Regions from separate parts of the Rattus norvegicus genome. Here region 1 is linked to region 2. Evidence: chromatin contacts called from public Hi-C data. All regions are on one chromosome and are shown on one strand. The core of a region is the stretch at or near the end of the contact, and the rest is flanking DNA. Distances in the headings are between cores, read along the strand shown.

What was found. Hi-C and Micro-C count contacts between places; a contact is called where the count stands out from the background.
Region 1: a Hi-C map of Schwann cells shows a contact between it and region 2, with 6 times the contacts expected there. The contact joins the promoter of Fosl2 here to the enhancer-like site in region 2. A contact is called at or near these places in 10 of 12 Hi-C or Micro-C datasets (the A7r5 cell line, the Rat2 cell line, Schwann cells and 5 more).

The regions. Positions count from the first base shown.
Region 1 is chr6:30,037,489-30,042,115 of GRCr8, reverse strand. It overlaps Fosl2 (FOS like 2, AP-1 transcription factor subunit), which reads left to right and starts at 2,847. Exons shown (of 4, transcript NM_012954.2): 1 at 2,847-3,010. The coding sequence starts at 2,909.
Region 2 is chr6:29,976,402-29,981,424 of GRCr8, reverse strand. It overlaps the pseudogene Pym1-ps2. Among named protein-coding and RNA genes, the nearest start is that of Plb1, 49 kb to the right of the region's middle. Within about 2 kb of position 2,169, at least 8 of the 93 cell types and tissues checked have an H3K27ac peak or open chromatin away from gene starts, as enhancers often do. A contact at or near this core is called in the A7r5 cell line and Schwann cells, where this site is marked.

The DNA of each region.
Region 1 (4,627 bases), core at 1,598-4,097, 60 kb before region 2:
CTGAGAGAGGCGCGTAAACACTCAGGCAGGCCAGGACGCAGGGATGAAGGAGGGGGCGGAATGGGCCAGTCACCCACGGCTGGTGCGTGCTTGCGTGGACGCCTGCCCCACACCACGTTCGCCAGTCAGCAGAGCTGCACATTCTGCTGTAAGGGCAGCTGCAGAAATGCGAAGTCTGGCCACCTCGGCTCCCCACGCGCACAAGTCCTTGGGGATGGAGCTCAGGACAGAATGTGTTTTATAACTGTAAACAATGACCCCGAGTATTGTTTGGGATTACCGTATCTTGGGGCCCTTGGGGCTGCCAGATGCCGCCAGCCGTCCCGGAAACGCCGGCGCTTTATATAGAGCCCCGGGAAAGCTTCGAGTTCCCGGCTTTTATTTTTCTTTCCTAGTAACGCCCCCACTTCACAGATAAGGAAACTGAGGACCTGAGATGTGATGTGGAAGATGCATAGCGCTTTAACATCCTCAGCAGAATCCTAACAACCCATCTTCCTATTCACTCCTCAAAAGTTTAAGGATTCAGATGCACTGCTTAAGGATAGCTGAACAGCGTTGTTTCACGCTTGTAATCCCGGCGCTCGGGAGGTGGAGGCTTATCTTTGCTATAGAGCGAGTTTTAGGACACCCTGTGCAATCCTGAGACCCTACCCCAAAAGAAAAGAGTTCTTCAACTCCTGGTACAGCACTTAGCTGTACACATTGTACCTTCTCTGGGGATGATTGGCTATCCGGAGCAGACAAAGCTTTAGAAGGTCGTCTTGCCCCAAACCTTTCATTATAAAGAGGAGGAAACTGAGACTCTAGACTCGCCCAAGATCTCACAGCTCGTAAATAGCATAGCCAGGCGTTCATACTCCAAGGCCTGCGCTCTTTACCCTGAGTGCCACCCCACCCAGCAAGGCGGGAAGAGCCTGGAGTCCGGCCACGCGCGCCCTGAACTTTGCTCCAAAACAGCTCAAGGCAACTTGGGGCACACCTCTCGGCCCCCAGTTTTTTTTTTAACCCGATTTGCTTTTAAGGCCTGCTTACTACTATTAGATGCGTCCTAATTATCTAGCACAGAGGACTCCCAGAGTGTCTCGCTAGCTAATTTCGTCTTCAATATTACTTTTAGCAAATTAATTGGAAGGCCAAAACAAAAATAAATAAATAAACAGAAAAGAAAAAAGTACACACACACACACACACACACACACACACACACTCAAAGGGGAAGCAGTGGGCAGGCAGGCTCTGAGTGAAAAATGGGCAGGCCTGCCCCGCCTGGCGGCGCCGTGCCGCACCCCGCCAAGACCCGGCCGCAGGGTGGCGCGGGTGCCCGGTGCGTCCAGGACGCCCGCTGCACCGGGCGGCGCCGCTGAGGGTGCGGACGACTGCGCACGGCCGCGCCCTCCCCGCGAGCGGCTCTGCGCGCTGGGCTCTCGGCCTCGCGGTGGCGCCGCACTGAGCCGCCCGTCTGGTCTTCAGGCTGCGATTTTTTTTTTTTTTTTCTAAAACCCAGAGCCCAGGCCCGCGCGGCCGCTTTCGGGGCCCCGCCCCGCGCCCCTTCCTTTTGGGGTGGAGGTTGGGGGGGGAGGTAGGGAGGCCAGAGCGCACTCAGGAGCAGGCGAGGGAATCCCTCTCCCTCCACGTCACCCGAATGCGAGGAAACCCGCACTCGCGTCCTCTAACGCAAATGACCATCTTTGGCAACGTGCGCCAATGGAACAGACCAAGGGCGCTGCGCCCCAGGGGGGTGGAGGAGATCTGCAAGAACGCGGGCGGCTTCGGCGCCCCCGTAGTGCGGGGGCCGCCCGCTCCCACCCTCCCCGCCGCCCGCCTTCCTTGCGCGGGGTGTGCGGCTGGCGTCAGCGCGACCGCGAGCAGGGCCGGGAGGGGAGCGCCGCGCCCGCCTCCTCCCCTCCCGCTCCTCTTCCTCCTCCTCCTTGTCCCGGGCCTCCTCCCCCGCCGCCTCGAGCGCTCCTCCCAGCAAGGTGGAGTCTACAGTTGACGTGAGTGGATCCACATGGTGCGGGGCTGGAGAATAAAGAGTGTGGAGTTGAACTCGTGCCATTGTAGTGACTCATCTCGGGCAGAGCGCAGGGGCTCGGAGAGAGACAGCGAGCGGCGCTCGGCAGGGACAGAGAGAGAGAGCGCGCAAGAAAGAGGGGGAGAGAGAGGGGAGGGCGAAGCGAGGCGAGACGCGTGAGACTGGCCGGTCCCAGAGCAGGCACCGGGTGCAGGTCACTGCGACGCGGAGCCACGTCCCTCTCAGCACCGCTCAGCCTGGAACCCCACGGGCGCTGTCCCACCGGCGCGATCGGGGCCGCTGGACCGGCGCTCATCGCCTTGTCCTAAGTCAAGTGTCCGAGTCGCCGGGAAACTCAGGCGGCGAGTTGGCCACAGGAAGTTTATTCTTGGGCTCCTTTTCTAAAAGGAGGAAACAGAAGTTTCTCCCAACCGGCAGCTTTTCTTTTTCGCCCTTTTGGCGCCCTGGGAGATCGGAGAGGGAGTCCCCCAGAGCTGCCAAGCGACACCCGCAGAGCTCCTAGTCTTTTTTGCGTTGCCCATTTTTCTCCAACCCGTAGGTCCGGGCAGAGCTCGGGCTGCGCGCGGGGGCGGAAGGGCGCGCGCAGGGGAGGGACCGAGGGACGCGCCGACTTTTTAGAGGGAGGGACCCGGTGGACAACCGGTTCCGCGGAGCTTGCAGAGCAGAAACGAAGTGCGGTGCGCGGCGATCGGGGGGTCATTTCCCGAGTGTCGCTGCCTCCTGTCTGCCTGGGTTGGGTGGACAGCCCGGGAGCGAAAAGCCCAGTCCGCGGCCGGGCCGGTGGACCAGCGAGCGCGCAGCAAACTGTGCGCGGCCGCGGCGAGGGCGGGGAAGAAAACCACCCTGTTTCCTCTCCGGCCCCCACCGCGGATCATGTACCAGGATTATCCCGGGAACTTTGACACCTCGTCCCGGGGCAGCAGTGGCTCTCCTGCGCACGCCGAGTCCTACTCCAGCGGTGGCGGCGGCCAGCAGGTACGTGCGGGCCGGGGTGCACCTGGCGGCGCGGGCAGACTCCCTCTTCTCGCTCCCAGTGCCTCCACCCCCAACCTCCGTCTTTTCCCTTTCCTCGCTAAGCTAGAAAAATACTTAGGGGTCACCGCTGTAAGTTGTGGGGTTTTGTTCTGTTCCGCCCCTCCCCTCCACTTTTTTTAAACAAGCGGAGAGTGGGCTTGGAGAGCCAACGACACCCTCTCCCCCTTTTCTTACTTAATTTTCCAGAAAAGCTCATGATACTGCAGGTCCCCTCCGGGAAGCCTGTTGCCTCCTTCCGAGCCGCTCTGCCTTCCTTTTCACCTTCCTCTTTCTAGGTAGTGGATAGGCAAGAAAATCTTTGCACCCTCTAAGCCCCTCCCAACCGAAAGGACCCTGCGGGGGAAGGCTTTTTAACCCTTCTTTCTTCTGTTATTCTTCGATCTTAGCTGTTTTCTGAAAAGGCTTGGGGGCTCAGAAACAAGGCTGGGCTCCTTCAAGTGATTGGGAGTGAGGACGAGGGTTGCCTCTGGGAATTAGGTGCGAAGGTCAGTAAGGAAGAAGCTGGCTTTGATTGGCTCTTGACACCTTCTGTGATACCCCCCCTCCAGCTTCCGGTAAGGGTTGGGCAGGAGCCTGTATTTCCCCCGGAGCAGATCCTTGAGGGGCTTGGGGGTACTGGGGCAAAGAAGCTGTCAGAGAGAAGTGGGAGAGAGAGACATCACTTGGGCTCCTGAGTGGTTTTAGAAGTAGAAAAACAACTCTTTTTCTAAAGCAGCCAGACTGGTTTGCACTGAGGGATCTTGCCTGTAATCTATGTCTCTGTAGGTACTGGTGGGGCGGTGGGGGGCCGTGGGGTATCTGACTTGTGTAGCAGGAACCGCATACAAGAACTTGCGAGGGAATTGCATGCACACACAAGGTTCCCTGCCACCTGAAGCCCACCTCAGCCAGCATTGGGAGTTCCTAGACAAGCTGGCTGCAGCATGAGTTACTCCATAAGCCAATGGCTATGGCCTTGACTTTGACCTTTAGAGGTCAGGGGTCTTCCAGGGAGGGGTGAACTGAGCTGAGAAATATAGAAATATGGGTTTCTTTGTAATCTGATGAGAAAGGCATCTCTCAAAGTAATGTCCCATGTCTGAAGAGTCCTTACAAATGGCTTTTCTGTGTGTTCTCTCTACCCGCCCTCCCCCATACCTATTAAGCACCCCCTGTGGATAGCCTGGTCTAAGCGTTGAGGGTGCAGTCAATGAACCCTTACCACTGAGCACAAAATCACATCTCAAAAGTAGTTGCTTATATTTGTGTCCCTGTGCAGTTGGTGTTTTGGGCTGAATCCAAACATCATTCACCAATGGATTTAGAGTCATTTATACCTGTTGTTCCCCTACTTTCCAATCCAATAACCCTACCCCAGGTACCTCTCCTTCCCAATCATCGTAGGAGCCTGGAATTTCTTCTGTTTCTTCCACTAATGAGACCAAGGCAGTGAGCACTGACTGACATAGTACAATCTCCTGGCCTGGATGAAGTCAGACCGGACATCAGTGCCCCTACTGAATAATCTGTGTCACTAGGGCTTTGAGCCCAGGATGTAAGCAGAGGCAATTCCCTGTT
Region 2 (5,023 bases), core at 920-3,419:
TATTCCATTCCTCCAGATTTACATATTGAGACCAAAGCCCCCAGGGCCTCTAAATGTGACAATATTTAGAGAAAGGGCATTTATTTTTGTATTTATGGTTTATTTATTTACTTATTTTTTTTGAGACAGGGTCTCATGTAGCCCAGGCTAGACTCAAGCTCAATGTATAACTGAAGAAGGCCCTAAACATCTATCAACCTGAGTGCTGGGATCACAGGCCTGTGCCTAGCTGAGAAAAGACCTTCAAAGAGATAATTACCATGAGGTCATAAGCCCTACTCCAATGTGACCAATACGCTTTTATTGTATTGTTGGTTTTTTTTTTGAAATGAACTCTCACTGTGTAACCCAGACTAACCTGGAGCTTGCTATATGTAGCCCAGGCTGGCTCAGACGTTCGGTGTTTGACTTTTGCCTCCCCAGTGCTGTGATTACAGGAGTGAGCTATCGCATATAGCTTGTGGTTTAGACACAGGGGAACAACCAGGGGAAGACAAAGGGAAAGTCAGCCAGCCTCCAGAATTTCAATAAAGTAAATTTCTGTTGTGTGAATTTGCAACCAGTTTCCCAGGTCCCCAGTCCCCAGCCCCCAGTCCCCAACCCCCCAACCCCCAGCCCCTCCCCTCTGCACTCAGGATGGCATTCTGGGAAATACTGCAACTCTCCCCAAACAGAAGCTCTTCTTTTAAAATCCCCTTGCTCCCAGTCCCTACACACATAGGTGTGGATTGTCTGCCGGCTAGCAGATTGGAACACTGAACACGCCTCTCCAACAGGCAGAGACAATTCAAATGTTGATTTTTGCAACTGTCCTTCCTTCTGTTGAAACTTCCTGTTTCCGAGGAACAGAGATTTTTTTTTTCTTCACAGATCCCAGAGGGCGTCCAGTAAACCCAACAGCTATTACCAAATTGTTCTGGTTTTGATGAGCTCAATGGGCATGAATCAGAAGCAGGCAGACTACCTCGTTTCCCTTGAAATAGACTCGAATTAATGACAGCAGGGAAAGCACAAATATGTTTGGGACTTCAGTGACTGGAAGAAATGGGCAGTGATGGTGACCCAGGCCAGGTGGGGGGTGGCTTCGTGCTTCTGGAGGAACAGGGTCTGGGGAAGCCCCTGCAGAAGCCACCATAACACCCAGGGCCTGTGGGAAGGTTCACGCCTGGTCTCCTGTTCGAAGAAAAGAATCTCAAGGCTGAAAGTCCCTCCTGGAGTCTATGGCCTCCTGTGGTCTGACTGTTAGAAGGGAAGCCCAGTGATCTCCCCAGATATGTGGAAGACTGACAAAGATGGCAGGCTCTACACAGAAGCAGGCAGGCTTCCATTTGGGAGCCAGGAGCCCTGGAGTCAGATGACTCTCTTGAGAACTGACGCTGGCCAGGAATGAGTGACTTGGACTTGCCTGCTATTAAGGACCATGGTACTAGCAATGACAGCTCAGGAGCTGGGTGCAGACATCAAGCAGGGGATCCTCAGGTGTGGCAGGAGGGGGTTTCCAGGTGGCCACAAGCTACAGTCGCTCTGACTCCACTGCTGTTGACTGTGGGGTCTGGCAAACTCTGCCCTCCATTAAGGCTTACCCTTTCCACTTATCGGGGTGGACTCTCTTTCCTAGGGATCAAACTCAGGCCAGCAGCTTGGCAGCAGGAGCCCCTGTCACATTGTCACCATGTCTCAGGTGCCTGTCAGTTCCCTACGCCTCCTGAGCCCTCCTTCCAGCCTTCCAGTATGTACTCTTCCTCTTCCTCCTCCTGCTCACCTCTCCTTCCGTCCTCCTCCCTCTCCCCCTCCACCTATATTTATACCCTAGGCCTCCCCCGTTCCCTACCTTCCCTCCCGCTGGAGTCTTTCTTGGCCACTACCTCCTGTTGCCTCTGTCTGCCACACACTAGAATGCCTGTCTCAGGTCCTTCCGAATCCTGTACACACCCACACATAGCAGTGGCCTCATCTTTCCCCTTTGGGCCGTGAGCTTCCTCCTGGCCCTGGCAGTGATCTGTCTTCTGAAGCCTGGTCCTGGGCCTGAAGCATAATAACAACTCAATAAACGAGTGTTGAAACAATTAATGGCTTACTAAATAAATGACTGCTGCAGACACAAAGCCCATTCCTATAAATGAGTCACCACGGGCCCCAGCCACTGGACCCCGCCCCCACCCACTGACCCCAGCAAAACCCTCCTGTGATGATGTCATCATGACCCTTGGTTCCCAGAATCCTCCAGCCTCCTTCCTTCTCCGTCGTGCCTATCTACTTGTCATCCCCTCCCCCTCCTTCCCTTTCTCCTTCCTCCAGGGCACCATGTCTAAATAAGGCAAACCTCCTCCAGTGCTGGGGAGCTCTGGGGTTTTCATGCAGTCACCCAGGATATTGTGGGATGGGGTCAGGACATGCTCTGCTGAGAAGCAGGACAAAGTTCCCCAGTGACATTGGTGGATGGACAAGGAGACTTTGCTGCCCAGCAGTGGGTGCCCTCAAGTTAGCTGAGCAGGACTCAGAGAGGACCTAGCTCAGAAGGACCAAGGAAGCGTCCAGACAAGGCAGGGGCTTGGGAGAGTCCACTGTGGGATGCTGGTAAGGGATTTGGCCCTGAGATGCCTGCACCTCGCAAGCATCCCTGGTTCTAGGATCGGCATGTGACTGTCTCTAGACCTTGGATCAGGGCACTGTCCTCCTGTAAAACAATTCAGATGCCCAGGAGGATCCTGGCTAGTTCAGAGCACACTATAACCTCGTCCATCATTTTCTCCCTTCCCCCATTCTTCCCCCTCAATGTCATGAGGTGTTTCTGGCCTTAGTGTGGAGCAAAGAGGTAGCTCCTCTCAGAGTGTGGCCCTGGACCACAACCATGTTCCTGCACTTTCCAAGAGGACAGAAACCATGACCAAAGGGGGAAAAAGATGTCTATAAGAAAGTAATTCTTTTAACGTGTGTGTGTGTGTGTGTGTGTGTGTGTGTGTGTGTATGTGTGTGTTGCAGAAAATGGATTAGCACCACTTCTAGTTGGACATGGCCCATGCCTGTAATAATCCCAGTGCTGGTTGACCAGATGGCTCAGCCTAAAATGGCAGTTACCATGAAGCTTGACCACCTGAATCTGACCAAGAGACCCACAGGGTAGGAGGAGAGAACCAGCTCCTACAAGTTGTCCCCTTCTGACCTGCACCCGTAGCTGCACCCCTATAACAAAGTAGAGAACGCACGCCTGTTTGTCCAGCATACACAGAGACAAATAAATACATGTAATTAAAAAAAAATCCCCAGTGCTTGGGAACCCAAGGCAGGAGGATTGCCATGAGCTACATAGTGATTCTTTTTATGTAGCTTCTACAGCTGGAAAAATACTAAAATACTACGATTCTGAATAAACCAAGACAGGTCCATCTATCCTAAGATGTCTCTTGGCAGGTTCTTGTGGGGACTTCCAGCAGTATGGCCAACCCCACCTTCCCGATTCATTTCCTGGTCTGTGTCCTCGAGGAGCAGTGAGATCTGGCAGTTGGGACACCATCTCCCTCCTCATCCCCCATGCCTGTCACCAACCCTGGCACATAGTTGATGCCTTGTAGGTAGCACTATGGAGTTGATCCTCAAACTGGGACACCACAAGAGGGAAGAGGGTGTTATTAATAGTTGTGCCATCTGGAACCATATTGGACAAACAGGTGTCTGTCTGTTCTCTACCTTATGCATAGGTGTCTGTCCATCTGAACGAGGCTCTGTCTGACACTGAGGTGACTTCTGTCATACAGCTGCCTGCTTCTTTGCCAAAAATATTCATCTCGGTGCCAGGAACGGAGCCACAGGCTTCTTGTTCTTTAGAGCACGAGCTCACGCCAGCCTAAGGAAGGAGACACTCTTGTTAAGAGAGTCAACTGCGCTTAGAGGGGTTAATAATGCGCCTGAGGTCACACAGAAATAACAGAAATACAGCTGCATCCAATTCCATCTAAGTCAGAGTGTTCTAAGCCTACTGTGGAGCCCAAGGTGGGTCTGACAGGAGGCTGGCCAGGCTGGATGGACTGGGACTAGTGTCTCCCTTCCCTCCTGGACTCTCATGCCTAGTTGGGTTCTCTCTTCAGGGCAGATGGAAGAGGTGGACCCAGTTGGGTTGCAGCAGGCCTGAACTGGAGCTCTGTCAGGAAGCTGGCTGGGCACTTCCTCAGCTGGTCTCCACCTACCCTCCCGCAGGACCTGGGCCCTGCCAGAGACAAGCCAGACAAACACAGCTCACTGGTGCCCTCTGGTGTCTGACTCTTTTGGCCCCGTTGCTCCTCTAGGGAACATCACACTGTGTTCTCTCTGAGCAGGGCCCATGAGAGGGTCACCCAATGTAGAATCAGATTAGGACACCGAGCATGTCAGTAATGACTCTGGGATGGCAGACACAAGATGGGACTATTCCAGGCTGGGTAAGTCATGTGGTCATTCTATCTAAGCTTAGAACCATCTCGCTGTAACCTCCAGAACCCTCTCAGGAAACAGCCTGGTGAAGACACCAAGATAACATGTAAGTGCTTAGCAGGAAAGAGTAAGGAGTCATTGGCTAATGTGGTCAATGATTGACTATTAGTCTCTCTTAGGAGCAGTCGGCAATCTGGTGTTGCTCTGGGAGCCCATTTCCAGGGGTTCAGACAGGATAAGGTGCACCCAGAGCTGTCAATGAAGCAGGAACGAGGGGTCTGGTCTTTACATGGGCTGGGAGGGTGCTTCTGGGGCTCAGTCATGTGGCGTGAACAGCAAACTCAGCATTCTGGCCTGTGAATGGTCCAGATATCCCTCCTCTGGCAATTTAGGACCTTGCCAGGGCAGGGAGTAGACAAGGGAAAGCTCACTGTCGCTGAGACAAGACCATTTTGGTGTCAGCCTTTGAAGTGGTCCTCCTGTCCACTAGCCGTGTCCTGATGCTAACTGAGGTGACCTTTTCCCTGCTGAGTGTCCAGCAGGTGTGGGCGAGCATCCTTCCATGCCTCTGTTGCACACTCCGCCCTCCATTTCCTCCTCGAAGCCTCCATCCCCA